Regions from separate parts of the Mus musculus genome. Here regions 1, 3 and 4 are each linked to region 2. A link is a contact called in public HiChIP or PLAC-seq and promoter capture Hi-C data. All regions are on one chromosome and are shown on one strand. The core of a region is the stretch at or near the end of the contact, and the rest is flanking DNA. Distances in the headings are between cores, read along the strand shown. Region 1 holds the start of Gprc5c (G protein-coupled receptor, family C, group 5, member C). Region 2 holds the start of Rpl38 (ribosomal protein L38). Region 3 holds the start of 4932435O22Rik (RIKEN cDNA 4932435O22 gene). Region 4 has its middle 15 kb from the start of Gpr142.

Evidence for each region. HiChIP or PLAC-seq counts read pairs in DNA pulled down with a chosen protein or histone mark. Capture Hi-C pulls out chosen DNA fragments and counts their contacts.
Region 1: a contact with region 2 is called in a promoter capture Hi-C map of adipose tissue. The contact joins the promoter of Gprc5c here to the promoter of Rpl38 in region 2. A contact is called at or near these places in 1 of 39 promoter capture datasets (neural stem cells), 1 of 15 datasets of contacts at CTCF or cohesin (embryonic stem cells), 4 of 484 Hi-C or Micro-C datasets (bone marrow-derived dendritic cells, embryonic stem cells and liver), 6 of 115 datasets of contacts at active chromatin or transcription factors (bone marrow-derived macrophages, embryonic stem cells, extraembryonic endoderm stem cells and 1 more) and 3 of 9 other capture datasets (adipose tissue, liver and pancreatic islet).
Region 3: an H3K4me3 HiChIP or PLAC-seq map of embryonic stem cells shows a contact between it and region 2, with 11 read pairs. The contact joins the promoter of 4932435O22Rik here to the promoter of Rpl38 in region 2. A contact is called at or near these places in 1 of 39 promoter capture datasets (neural stem cells) and 1 of 115 datasets of contacts at active chromatin or transcription factors (embryonic stem cells).
Region 4: a contact with region 2 is called in an H3K4me3 HiChIP or PLAC-seq map of the SCID.adh cell line, with 13 read pairs. The contact joins the enhancer-like site here to the promoter of Rpl38 in region 2. A contact is called at or near these places in 1 of 15 datasets of contacts at CTCF or cohesin (large pre-B cells), 9 of 484 Hi-C or Micro-C datasets (the AtT-20 cell line, B cells, embryonic stem cells and 6 more), 10 of 115 datasets of contacts at active chromatin or transcription factors (the 230-238 cell line, the SCID.adh cell line, bone marrow-derived macrophages and 5 more) and 1 of 9 other capture datasets (liver).

Annotation. Positions count from the first base shown.
Region 1 is chr11:114,849,861-114,853,448 of GRCm38.p6, reverse strand. Gprc5c (G protein-coupled receptor, family C, group 5, member C) reads right to left here and starts at 1,917. Exons shown (of 5, transcript NM_001110337.1): 1 at 1,563-1,917.
Region 2 is chr11:114,667,306-114,670,869 of GRCm38.p6, reverse strand. Rpl38 (ribosomal protein L38) reads right to left here and starts at 2,290. Exons shown (of 4, transcript NM_001362918.1): 1 at 2,056-2,290; 2 at 1,904-1,964. The coding sequence starts at 2,058.
Region 3 is chr11:114,447,442-114,450,576 of GRCm38.p6, reverse strand. 4932435O22Rik (RIKEN cDNA 4932435O22 gene) reads left to right here and starts at 1,717. Exons shown (of 3, transcript NR_027643.2): 1 at 1,717-1,905.
Region 4 is chr11:114,817,025-114,820,446 of GRCm38.p6, reverse strand. No RefSeq gene overlaps it. Among named protein-coding and RNA genes, the nearest start is that of Gpr142, 15 kb to the right of the region's middle. Within about 2 kb of position 2,001, at least 47 of the 459 cell types and tissues checked have an H3K27ac peak or open chromatin away from gene starts, as enhancers often do. A contact at or near this core is called in the SCID.adh cell line and bone marrow-derived macrophages, where this site is marked.

The sequences.
Region 1 (3,588 bases), core at 668-3,167, 180 kb before region 2:
TAGGATCAAGGCTACAGAGTTTGACTCAAACCAAAGACCATGGCCACCTAGGGCCCCATTGGATGTAGGGACGGTTCAGCCAGGGGCACCACAGAGCATCCTTCTTCCTCCCTGGCTGCGTCCCCTCAGCAGCTGACCTGGAAAGCTGGGTGGACACTTGTCCAGCCTTCCCCCATCCTCTTATCCACCACTTCCTCCTTTCTGGACAAGTCAGTCCTATTGTCTCAGCCCTCTGGCCCTCTAAGCAGTAGGCTGGTCTACGAACCCGGTAAGAACGGACCTGGAGAGATGCTAAGGCACGGGAGGACCCACAGCCCGTTTACTGTCCTCCCTTTCACTGGACCAAAATACCCCAGCACGCCGAGTCTTAGATCTTCTAAGCAATCAAGGGTCTGCTCTCCGCTTGGAATGTGCCCCACCCCCATCGCCAGCAGCACTCCCTCCCAGCCACAGAACAGACCTTGTTGGGGGGATGGGGTTCTCCAGGAGCACAAAGCCACGCTTCTATATATTCTCGTGTCTGTACTTCAGAATCAAGATCGTGAAATCTTAAGGAATGATTTAGAACTTTGTAAGTGCAAACGTGTGGGCGCGAAGTAGAAACGGAAAGCGCTCTGGAAAAACCAGGGGTGAATAAGGGGTGGGACCCAGAACATAGGCCTCTACACGGAGAAGCGCCGTAGGCCTCTGAAATTCCAAACTTCCCGCGGAGAGATCCTGAGCCTTCACCTCCCTATTCCAACTGGACTGTGTCAACACTCTACGCCCCTGAAAGTTCGAACCGAAAGAGCAAAGGACCAGGCTCTCTGTCCCTAATCCCTCTGGTCACAGAAACCTGCCCTCCCCACGCACTGCCGCGAAATAAGGAAAGGAAGCCAACCTACAGTCACAGTCGACCGTAGCCTCCCACTACGAGAGTGGATAGAGGAACAGCTCTCCGACACTAAGATCCCTTGCGGAACACCCCCGGCCGCAGAACCTGGCTTCCCCGAGCCATTAAATCCCCAGCTGGCTCGGGTTTGGAAACTTTCTGCGAACTTGTAGAGTGGGTGCATCGTCACCCACCCCTTGGGTTTTCACCGGGGGCCTCGGCCCTCTCCCTTTCCCAGCCAGCTGGACCCAGCCCTTCCTGCGGGCCGATGGCTAGGGCGGAGCGCCGAGGCAGCAGCCCTTACCTGGGACGCGCAGCCAGCCCGCTCCGGCGCCGCGCTCAGAGCCAACTTCGGCCCCAGGCAGGGCGCCGGCGGGCGTAGGAGGGACTCAAAGCAGGGCGCGGGGCCAGAGCCCGTTCAGGCGGGGGGTGACCAGGCCTGAGCAAAGGTGCGGGGGCCTGCCTCCCAGGGACCCCCGACTGAGCACTGAGCTAAGCGCGCTCAGTGGCTCGCTCTCCCGCCCGCCTCCCCAGGCACAGTGCTCCCCTCTCTCGGCCAGGGTGGGCCGGGCTGCATCACCGTGACATCACCTCCATTCCCGGCGCTCCTCCGGGGCCAGCAGCGCTCCAGGTACGAGCAATCCTAATCCCCAGTAACAAAGCGCGCCCGGCCCTGCCCCCTCCGACTCACCTCCAGGCTCGGCCGACGCGCACTTTCGGGTTGGGAAAGGCGATCGGAGTTTCTGGCCAAACTGACTAGTGGGTTGTTGCTGTTTACTGCCACGCCCCCGCACGCGGGCGCGCGCGCACTTGCGCGTACTCACTTTCTGGATTCGCCTTTCTCTCCCGAAAGAGGTTCGGGGTGCAGCTCAGTACACCCCTAGGCTGCATCTCCCAGCGATCGCACGCACCCACAGACTCACGGTGGCCACCTTGGCGCGTCTACCCGTGACAGACACCCAACCTTTGTCACTTTCGTCCTGGCTTTCCCATGAGACACATGCCTGGCACAGTTCGCTGCTCCGGGCTGGAGCGAGGAACACACTAGGACACAAAGTCCGTCTTTGTCACGGCTCCGCGCCCCCTCCCCTAGCGAGCTTGCACACGTGGACACAGCGCACACGGAGCGTCCTCCTCTTTCGTGCGTGATCCTTCCCGAAGAGCCCAGTCTCCAAGATCACGAGGGAATGTCACGGCGCACGTCCCTAAATCTGTGGACTGAGTCCAGAACCCCTGCGGGCTGTTGGCCGGAGTCTTTGTCGGCCTGACTACCCCACGCCCGAGTTTCTTACAACGCGGGCTCCCCTCCCCGCGTCCCGGTTCCCTGTGGTGACCTGTCCTAATTAGCCTCTCAGTTTTGTTCCCGAGGTAGTGTTTAACAGGATCCCTGTGGTCTGTGCGCTCCTGGCCACGTTGTTGCTGACTCTAAGTCCAGCCTCTCCCGAAGTCTGAAGACCTTTCCACGAATTCAGATTCCCCTGAACCACACCCCCACTCCCTGCCCGGGCGGATCCACCCTTTCTCCTCCAGCCCCGGGAATCTGCTGAAAAGAAACCGCAGAAATAGGGAAGCGAATCCCAGCTGAGGCCTATCTGGCCCAGTAAACAAGAGATTTTTTTCTTTCCGGCCACTTTCTCTGGGGACCTGGGATCCCGCGGGAGTGAGTTGTGCTGTCTTTGGAGCACTGAGTGGGTCTGGTTGCATTGCGCTGTATCCCCGTAGGGGACAAGTCGCAAGAGCAAGGGAGAGGTTGTTGGGCCTGACAGGGGCCTTGGGGACTCTGGGGGAGGGCAGGGAGTCGGGTCTCAGGGTGCGGGTTCTCGCGACGCCGAGTTGCCTGGGGGATCGCCAGGAGCGCGGTCGGAGCCAGCCGGTGGCTGGGCAGGCTGCAGGGCGTGTTTGCTCAATCCTGGGCTCCCGCGAGGAGGGGGGGGGGGCGGGGGGGCGGGAGGGGGGAGGCAGCTGGTCACAGGCGAGGGGATAGCCAGGTGGAGGAGGTCAGGGAGCTAGTGACCCGTACCTCCCCGACTGGCTGTGTGTTTGAGTACCTCCATCTATGACAACCTGGAGTCTAAACTCAATGAATCACCCGGAGTTGCCGGAGCGATAAAACCTTCGGCCGGTTCCTCCTCACCGCTCTGTTCTTTTCTGACTCTAGGAGGAATGTTTATTTAAGGGGGGTGTGGGGGGGAGAAGCCTGTGGGGCCCAGACTTTCTAGAACCCTGAATCCTTTCCTGTGCCCTGTAGTTTCTGTCAGGTCTGGGGAATGTGGCAAAGCTCGAACTATTTCAGTGGGTGGCTGCTGTGGGGGTACCCGCTCCCATTCCTAAATCCACCTCCCAACCCAAGGTTAGAGATCTAAGGCTCAGGTGTCAAGGCTTGAATGGAGCAGGCAGTTAGTGCCCACGCTAGCTAGAAAGGCAAACAGACTGGTTAGACCTAAGTGAACGGTGAAAGTCTCCCTGGCCTCTGCCTGGTTTTCATTAACTAGGTGACCAATGCCTAACTCTGCTGAGGGCTTTTTGGCATCTGTGAAAAGCCAGCTTGGGGGGGGGGGGGGCTGGGGGGGTGAGTGTCAAGACCCTGCAAAGGATCTCAATTTTCTGTCTTCTCTTTTCCCTACAGTCTCCAAAACTATATGACTGGTTTGCCCTGCTTGGCTCACACCTGTAGCTCTAGCCCTTGGGGAGAAGAGGCAGGCTGGACTACATAAGAT
Region 2 (3,564 bases), core at 1,041-3,540:
AACTCACTGTGTGGCAGAGGACCTTGAACTTCTCTGATCCTTCTGCCTCCAACCAAAAGCACAGGGGTTAAAGTGGTGCCCTTCCCTGTCCAGTTAGGTCAGTGCTGGGAAACGGCCCAGAGCTCGAGGAATGCTAGGTAGGGGCCCTCACAGTCTCAGCCCCTGGGCATTGTCCAACTGCCATATAGCGACTCCACTTCTGGGTAAGTATCCAAAAATAAATGCTGCGTCAGGCTGACAGAAAATGTGCAAGCAGCCCAGTGTCCACCAACTCAATGTGGTGCCCCCACACAGAAGAAGCGCTGACTAGGGCTTCCCACACATCTGTAATACCAGCCCCCAGGAGACCCAGGAAGTTCAAGGTTAGAGAGAAGCCAGTGTAATAGTTGGGTGGGTAAAGACAGCCAGTGTCAAACCCAATGACCCCAGTCTGGTTCCTGAGATCTGCCCCATAGGACAACCAACACCCTCAAGATCCTCTCTGGCCTCCACATGTGCACATATACAATAAACAAAAACATAAGGGGGAAAACAAGTCAGAAATATCGGCCCAGGTCTACAATCCGCGAACACTTGGGAGGCGGAGAGAGACTCCCTGAGCTCTAGATCTGAGGCCAGCTTGGGCTACAAGGTGAGTGCCAATGTTATTCCAGATCCATATAGCCTATTTCTAAACAAAACAAAACCAAACCCACCAGAAATTGGGTCCAAAGGCATTTCTCCTAACCCATACGCTTGATTCATTTTCTTAACTAATTAAGGAACTGACAGGCCTGCTAGGTTGACCTCAGCAATCTGGAGGCATGACCTCTGATTCCACACTCTTAAAGTTAAACAGGAGAAAAGAACTGTGGCCCGTGGCCGAGCTGAGACTTGAGAAGGCAGTGCCAAATGTTACAGGCCGGATGGAAAACACCAGCAAACCCCACTGTGCCCACCAGCAGGAGACATTCGCCAGGCCGGTGGCCGCCGGCCCACAGACAACCACATCAGAGGCAACAGCCTGTCTGACGTGACAGAGTACACCTAAGGACCTTGCAAAGGCTCTTCCTGCCCACCTAGGTCTACTTCCGCTCATTATCTGATGTTTATAAGTCCGATCTGGGGAGGAAAAGGAAGGCCCATAGGGCTATCTCACACAGTAGAAGACCAGACCTCTTTTTAGCTGCCATGGGAAGATAACATCACCCAAGGTTTCTCGCTAGGCACATCCTCCCCAAACATCCTTTAAGTAGCAGACAATTCCCTCTTCGTGTATGAAAGAACAATACAGAAAGCAGCAGGAGCCGACAAACAACTTTGAACCTGCTTGTTTTAATCTATTTTCGAGACAATGTAACCAAGGAGAGCCTAGCATTTCCCCATCCCTTTGTCCCTGCCTCCGGAATTCGGGGACTGCAGTCTGTGCACCAGGCCTGGCTCTGAATCTCAGCTCATGCCGAGCAGGAGCGAACCCAGCGCAGGAAGAAGCAAGCGCCTTGCTATGTAGGCCAAGGATAGCGTTGGATGCTCAGTTCTCTTGCCTCGGCCCGAGATTAAGCAGGCAGACCTGGGCCAGCACACTGGCTCTGCTTTGTCTCGTCACCTCGCACTCGCTTATTTGGAAGCTGAAGGTTACTGGTAAATGACACTTTTTTCTTTTTTTTTTTTAAGGACAGGGTCTCGCTACGCAGCCCTGGAGAGCTTCTAACTCCCAGGGATTCTCCGGACTCCACCACGCGGGCAAGCCCGGTACTGAACTACAAGGCTCGCTGTGATCGGGGTGTGCACACGTGGCAATGCCAACCTCAGTGTGACACGCTGGGTCGCCAAGCTCGCCATAACCTGCTGTTCCGAGCCGCCCGATGCCTCCCTCCGCCCGTCCCTCGGGCTCGCCCTGAGCCTCCCGGGAGCCCGCACTTACACTTGGCATCCTTCCGCCGGGCTGTCAGCAGAAAGTCCTTGATCTCCTCAATTTTCCGAGGCTGTAACATAGGAGGGACAGAAGATGAGCCGGGGGAACGTGCGCGTCCGGGGGACGCCCAAGCCCGCCCCGGTCCCTCGTCCCGCACTCACCATGGCGACGCGGGCTCGGCTCTGGCGTCCGCACCTGCGGGGTACAATCCCGAGTTAACCGGCCGCGATCCTATTTCCCCGATCCGCCCGCCGCACCCCTCCCTCCTCCCTCCCTCGCTCCCCGCACACCCGTGCTCCCTGCGCCCTCCCCGGCTGCGGATCGCCCCGGATTGAACGCCCTTCCCCACCTGCCCAGCACACTCACAGCGATGAGAACCGAAGAGAACGGGGAAAGAACGAGGCTTCCGCTTCCGGACGGTTAACCCCGCCCAACAGAGGAAACTGAGTACGGTGTCTGCAAAGGACCAGAAAGGATGCGTTCATCATTTCAATTTCAGCAGCCCTGCCCTCTTCTGGTTCAGATTAGTAGTGCAGCTTCTTATAGCAATGGCGTTAGGCTGCCAGCATCACCCTCACCTCCCTTCTTATCCTTTCCCCTATTGTCCCCTCTTTCTGTCACTCATCTTATTATTTTTTTTTTACATTTTATTTTATTTTTTGTTTTTCGAGACAGGGTTTCTCTGTATAGCCCTGGCTGTCCTGGAACTCACTTTGTAGACCAGGCTGGCCTCGAACTCAGAAATCCACCTGCCTCTGCCTCCCGAGTGCTGGGATTAAAGGCGTGCGCCACCACGCCCGGCTACATTTTATTTTTATTGCGTGTATATTTAATTTGCTTGTATATCTGTGCATTAAATGAATGCAATGCTCATGGAGGCCAGAAGAGGGCATCGGATCCAGGGGAACTGGAATTACAAACAGCTGTGAAATGCCTCGTAGGTGCTGGGATCTGAACCCCGGTGTTCTGGGGGAGCAGCCAGTGCTCTTAGGACTGAGCGATAGCTCCAGGTCCAGAAGTGATTGGCTATTTATGTATTTGTTTATTTGAGACGGGGTTGGGTCACCTACCTTCTTCATGCTTATAACAGGCCCAGCAGAAATGATAGTCCAAAGAGCCACTATGTGCCTCACTTGCGTGCAGGGCAGAACTTCTGCAACCACCTGGGTAATCAGAAATGGCTCCTTTATTGCATCTTGAGACCCATTATCCAGGTCAAGAATTGAGCCTCCCCTGGCCAGACAGCTCAGGCCAGCTCTCACCACACGTTGCTTCTTTTTTTTTTTTTTTTTTTTTTTTTTTTTTTTTTTGGGTTTTTTGGTTTTTCGAGACAGGGTTTCTCTGTATAGCCCTGGCTGTCCTGGAGCTCACTTTGTAGACCAGGCTGGCCTCGAACTCAGAAATCCGCCTGCCTCTGCCTCCCGAGTGCTGGGATTAAAGGCGTGCGCCACCACGCCCGGCTACGTTGCTTCTTTAGACATGTAAGAAGTGACAGCTTTGGGAAGGCAGCGTTGCTTCCGTCTGCCGACTGGGTTCCCGCCCGGCTCTAACTTCCTTAGCACTTTGTTAGTCTTTATGATAATGCCTTGAAGGTTAGGCTCCAGGAAACTTTAGGTAGTGGTTTTATTTTCAACCACTTTTATTTTATTTCAACCGCTCTACAAATGTCT
Region 3 (3,135 bases), core at 468-2,967, 220 kb after region 2:
TAATCAGCGGGCCTTAAAATAGGCAGCTTGTCTAGGCAGACCAGAGTGATCGCACAAGGCCCTCAGAAACAAAGGCAGAGAGTCAGCGTTCACATATGAGAGGTTTCTATGTTCTGTTGCCGCTTCAGAGATATAAGGGCCACATCCAAATAGCACAGAAGTCCTAGCTTCCCAGAGCAAACCCTACCCAGTGACCAGTCAGGAACGAGAACTTTAGTCCCAGAAACACAAGGAAGCCAAACTAGCCAGGGACTTGAATGAGGGGAAAGCAGATTCACCACACGGCATCCAGTAAAAGGCCGATTAGTAAGACGGCTTGATTTTATCTTTCTGAAATCTGGAGCTAAAGTAGACCTGCTATGGAGTCTCTATACGGTGTCTTAGGTCATAGCTGTGCTTTTCAATTTGGAGGTGGCCCAAACTGGCTGGCCTGGGTTGGTTCAGGCTGTATTACAGGATGGCACATTAGTTATGTCTACTCTACTCTTGCATGTTTGCATACCTGGTGTTGTGGTTTGAATATGAATGGTTCCCAAAGGCTCCTATATTCAAGTGCTTGGTTCCCAGTTTGTGAAATTGTTTGGGAAGGATTAAAAGATGTGAACAACCTTGTTGGAAAAGGTTTCAAAAGCCCACACCATTCCCCGATAGCTCTCCCTCTGCCTGGTGCTTGTTTGTCAGACGGAAGTGCTCACCCACTGCTCCTCTGCCATGCCTGCCTGCCTGCTTCTTTTGTGCTCCCTGCCATGGTGACCTTCCCTGTTCATGGTGACCCATGAACCCCCAAATTAATTTTTTTTAAAAAATACATTTCCTTGGCTGTGGTGTTTTGTCATAGCAATAGAAAAGTAATTAAGACATGTGGTCAGTGTCAGAGGTTCAAGGCCACTTCCAGCCTCAAGAACACAGGCAGTCTTCACTGCATCATGGAGCCGCATATACTATTAGCCCAAATGAGCCATGTGGAGTGAGGGGAGAGGCATTACCAAGAGCCAGGACGTCCCATTCTCTGTTAAAGGAAAGATCTGGAAAACAGAGACCTACAATCTACTCTGCATATCCCCCACTGGTGATTTAACAGGACCCCACCCCCACCCCAATCCCGCTGTGTTCTCCCAACACCCATCTTCAACCTGTCACCTACCTGCTTCTTCAGTTTCCACTCCCCTGTGTCTCCCACATTGGAACATCATAAGTTCCGCACAAGTGGAAAGTTGTGTCTAGATCAGATCTGGCACATAACAGGTGGTCAGTGTGCATTCCTTGAATGGTCTAAATCTGATCCCACTACCCACGTCCACATCATGAGTTGTGATTCATTTTGTGTGGGAAAAGCAGCCACTATCCTAGCTCGGGGAGATGGACTGAAAAACCTCATCACGTTGGAAAACAAACCAATTTCCTGCACTGATTTGGAACCTCTGATGAGCCCGAAGAGTTGGAGATGTTCTAAAAATAACTCCCACAAAGCCTCACTGTGACAACACGTTTCTCCCCCTCTGACCTGCCCGATGGAGGGGCCCGGGCCTAATAAATTCAAACAACAGGGCATGCCAATCCCCAGAGACTTCACTCCTGGGGCTAAGATAATAATCCCAGGGTTTTGGCAGGCATTCCTGGATCGCACTCAGCTTCTCTTGCATGAAAGGACAGGCCGCCCCTGCCAAATGGAACCACCTTGGAGAAGCTGGCTGGGCTGCAAGTGCTATCCTCTGCAGTCAGCAACTGGCAAGTTCAACTGGTGTCTGTGGGGCGCCAGGCACAGCCTCTGTTAACCCTTTCACCGCCCGCCCTGAAGAGTGAACACCATTCTGCTCCCCACCGAAGATGGGAAGTGAACTCTCTTTCCTGATATGACAGGGACAGGAGATACCACAAAGCTTCAAGGTCAAGCCCGTGATTCAGGTTGGTACCCTTTCTACCAGGTCAAGTGGGTGGAAGGTTCTAGAACTACTGAAACTGGATTTTTCCAGGGGGTGAATAGGGCAGTGTTGGGACAGTACTGGGGTGTGTGTGTGTGTGTGTGTGTGTCCTGGCTTACCGTGTTCCCCAGTCCCTTCCAGGAGTCCTGGGGTCTGAAGGGAAAGTGGTGGCATCAATGCAGTCGGATGTGTGAGAAGCAGGGACAGACACCATTACAAGTCTTGACTAGAATCACAGCACCATAGACCCAGGAGTCTTCCCACCATTCTTAGCACCACTGCCATGTATTATCTATGATATTAATTATTTATCAGTAGTAGTTATAGCCATCACCACCACAGCTAGATCATTAATATTTACCAACAATTAATAGCATTAATATTTATTAATATTAATCTCCATTAATAAGATGTAGAAATGCTTGTCAATTTATCAATAAATATTAATGGTATAATATTTATTATAATAATGAATAGTTATCACAAATGCTATCCACCAGGCATTAACGAGCCTAGTATAAGGTTTGGGGAGAGGGCTCAGGCTCAGTTCAAATCCTCAACACCCGAATCAAAAGGCTGGTGGTGTGGTGAGCAGCTGCACATTAGCACTGGGGAGGCAGAGACAAGAGGATCCCTAGTGCTGAGAGCCAGCCAAGCTGGCTGAAGTGATGAGCGTCAGGTTCAATGAGAGACCCTGCCTCTAAACATAATATAAGCTGGAGAATGATTGAGAAAGACTCCCAGCATTGGCCTGGCCTTCACAAAACATGCACACATGTGTGTGCAAGAGTGTGTGTGTTTGGACACACACACCACACACATATACACAAGCACGCACTTACGTATGAACATGTACACTTTGTACACACACAGAAGAAAGTCTTAAGACATTATCAATTTTAAAAAATTGTATGTGCCTGTGTGTGTACTCGGACAAATTTATGTGCACTGTGTACATGTGGGTACCCATGGAAGCTAGAGGGCAAGAGATTCCTGCAGCAGGAGTTAGAGATGGTGGTGAACTGCCTGATATGGGTGTTTGAAACCGAGCCTGGGTCCTCCAAGAAAGCAGTAAGCACTCTTAATTGCTGAGCCACCTCTCTAGCACTTCGAAGGGAGAAATGAAAAGGTAAATGCAAAACCTACTATAGGTATTAAAATAATACACTTGACAGAAAAGGAAACTGAGGCACAGCTTAGGTTCCTGGATGAG
Region 4 (3,422 bases), core at 752-3,251, 150 kb before region 2:
TGCATCAAACACCAGATGCTTGGCTTCCCTTGAGACACCTGTGTGACCTTTTTGACCTTCCCTTTCTCCTGGATGCCATGGAGAGAAAAAAGAGGTATGGCAGGATTTTCGGAAGGCAATAGGGCCACAGGTGGTTGAAGAGCCCAGGGGGACCCCAAAATTCTGAAGAGTTTATACAGTGACTACCGGATGGACAGGAGGCCGCTCAACGCCCGCAGTGAGATGTTTGTCTCTGCCCCTTTGCTTCCTTTCAAAGACAAGATGCCTTTATACCAGATGGCTTGCTCCCCTGCTCTCTTACCCCCACCCCCGTGTGTTGGTCAGGTGCTGTGTCAGGTGTTGAGAATTGTATGGGCAACCCTCAGGGTCATCTGGAGTCTGTTGGGAGCTGGCTTTGGGGTTAGGTGGGGCTGAGGAACACGGGGAAATCAGAAACCAGGCCACGCTGAGTTACAGGGTTCATCCTGGAGGCCGAGGAAACAACGAGAAGACTTTATGCTGTTACAGAGTCAGGACTGCTTCAGGCAAGATGACAGACCACAGAGAGGAGGTGATCTGCTACCAAAATCCTGCTGATGTGACAATGGCCCACTGGCAAAGATCTCCCCCCATCAACACCCCTAATCCACTAGCTATTCATAATGGAAACAGCGTGTGCTCTTTGCCAGTCTGACACCAAGCAACTGGTTTGCCAGTCAAGTGTGCTGTTACAGCATTTGGTCATCCTGTCTCCACTAAGCCTTCTGGCTTCTAGACAAACATCCACCCGGTCTTCCTGCAACTCTACCCTCTGGGTACCCTTAAACCTCTGCATTGTCGCTCCTGCCTCTGCCTGCCTGGTCACATGGCATTCCCCACCCCCCATTTTAGCCCCTGGTGGGCTTTCTGCAGAAAAGGAGAGAAAGGGAGGCCCCCGTGATATCTGTAAGGTGAGCCAGGAGAGAGGGGGAAGCTTTCACCTCCCTGCTTTGAGCTCCACACAGGTCCCTTTCCCAACTAAGCACGTAGGAACCAGGATGCTGTTTCATTTCTGTTGCTGTGATAAAATACCCTGAACAAAGCAACTTAGAGAAAAGAGGTCCTGACCCCTACAACCCCCACCCCTACTCCAGGCTCACACTTCCAGATTACAGCCCATCACTGAAGGGAAGTCACAATGGCTGGAGACAATTAGTCACATTGTATCCATCAGTCACATTGTATCCATTGGCAAGCAGCAGGATGTAAAGACTGCTGGAGTTTAGCTCCCTCTCCCCCCTCCCTTTTCTTTTTCTTTTTCCTATTTGTTTTTTCAAGACCAGGGTTTCTCTGTGTAGCTCTGACTGTCCTGGAACTCGATCTCAGGATAAAACGCAGAGGTCCCCCTGCCTCTGCCTCCTGAGTGAGTGCTGGATTAAAGGCGTGCGCCACTATGCCTGGTTTCCCTTTTCACTGCATCCAGGATCCAGGCTATGAAACCATGTAACCCACGTTTCAGGGCAGCTCCCACCTCCTTTAACCTAACGGAGACAATCCCTCAGATTCACCCACAGGCCAACCTAATACAGATAATCCCTCAGTGGGACTCCCTTCCCAGGTGAGTCCAGAATTCTAGTAAGTTGGCATTAACCAACACACACACACACACACACACACACACACACACACACTGAGAATAGCTGATCTAGACAGAGACTACTTACAACAGCCTTACAGGGAACTTTGGATTCCTAAGGCTGTATACAAACTCCCTGCTCACCCCAATCCCTGCCCCCACCCGTGTGATAGTCAGCAAGGCTGTGTGTGATAGGATGTGTGGGTACTACCCTTGCCTGGAATCACTCGGGTGATGAGCTGCATCCTGTATAAAGGAGGCTGGCTGAGTGTCCTCAGGCTCTGGGATTGGAGAAGCAGTCCTCAGATCGCCACCGCAGTCCTTCTGCATAGCTTGGGGAAGTATGCAGCCAGGGGCAAGCCGAACCAAGCTGAACCAAGCTTCGGAACACAAGGGCCTGAACCTGTTCCCTTTTCCCTTTGTAGGAGTTGTCCTTCCCGCTGAGGTCATACTTAGGGGAACTAACGGAGGAGGGAGGTTGAAGTAGTGGGAATCTTACAGGCCACTCACACTGCAGCCACACAGGAAGTGGTTTCTGGTTTGTGTTCACAGAACCAAGGCACCGCCTGTGTGCACCTGACCAGGGGAGCCCAGGGGAGCCAGCCTTAATCCTGGCTTTTCTTGGCCTCTAAAGAATCCAGATGACAAAAGGTTGGGTTAGATTTCTTGGGTCAGTGCCTACTTCTGCTTCCCAGATGCAGAAACTGGGCCTTGAGGAGGGGTGGTGGCCTAGGACAAGCCAGGTCACCTAGCCCCGAGGTCACCTAATGGCCAGGCACTACCGCTTTCCCATGGCTGATGCCTACTAGGTAAGTCTCCTTTACCCTTGTAACCACAGATGAAAGGAAGTCGCAGGAGTCATATGGGCCAAGGGATAGAGACTGTGGGAGTGTCATGGAGTTCTGTCCACCCATATATGAGGCTGAGTTCCTCATGAGTGGAGTTATGAATATCTGAGCCTGGTCCCTGTTAGCTCTCATAGACTAGTCTCCATCTGCCATCTTTACCAGGCCAGTAAGAAAAGCCATAGCAGAGAAAGTTGATTTATTCAATGTGGCTACAGTGGGGAGATTAACAAGGGGGATTGTGCTATCTCCCCCCACTCAATGCCCCTTCTTAGAATTGGGAACAAAACATCCATGGAAGGAGTTACAGAGACAAAGTTTGGAGCTAGGAGGAAAGGAGGGTGTCTTCTGCCAGAACCCGGGTCAGTGTCTAGCAGGATGCGTCCTCCTGTACTGTCTGAGTCAGTCTAGTGGACAGGCCTATAGCAGTTACTTGCTCTCCCTCTCCCAGAGGCCAGGCCCCTTGCCACTGAAGGGATTTATACTCTTCAGTCTCACTGTGGTCCAGGAAGCCACAGGGTGAGTGAGCAGAAAGGATAGCTGTTTTAATCCCAGGGCCCTCATTCTGTTTGCATCTCTGTGAGGTTCTCTCATAGGGATCCTGAAAGTCAGCTGTTGAGTCTCCTGGCCAAGCCCTGAAGCAGAAGCTGAGGGCAAGGCACAAAAGGACTCACTTTCCAAAGCCTGGAGATTGGTTTAAAAGGATTGACAAACTCAAAACCCTGGGGGTGGGGCTCTACCCCCAACAACGTGTGTGTGCATGCATGTGCAAGTGTGCATGTGTGTGCCTGTGTGCATGCATGTGCAAATGTACCTGTGTGTGCCTGGGTGCATGCATGTGCAAGTGTGCATGTGTGTGCCTGTGGACATGTGTGTATGTGCAAGTGTGTATGTGTGTGCCTGTGTGCATGCATGTATGTGCGAGTGTGCTTGTGTGCACGCATGCATGTGTGCAAGTGTGCATGTGTGTGCCCGTGTGCATG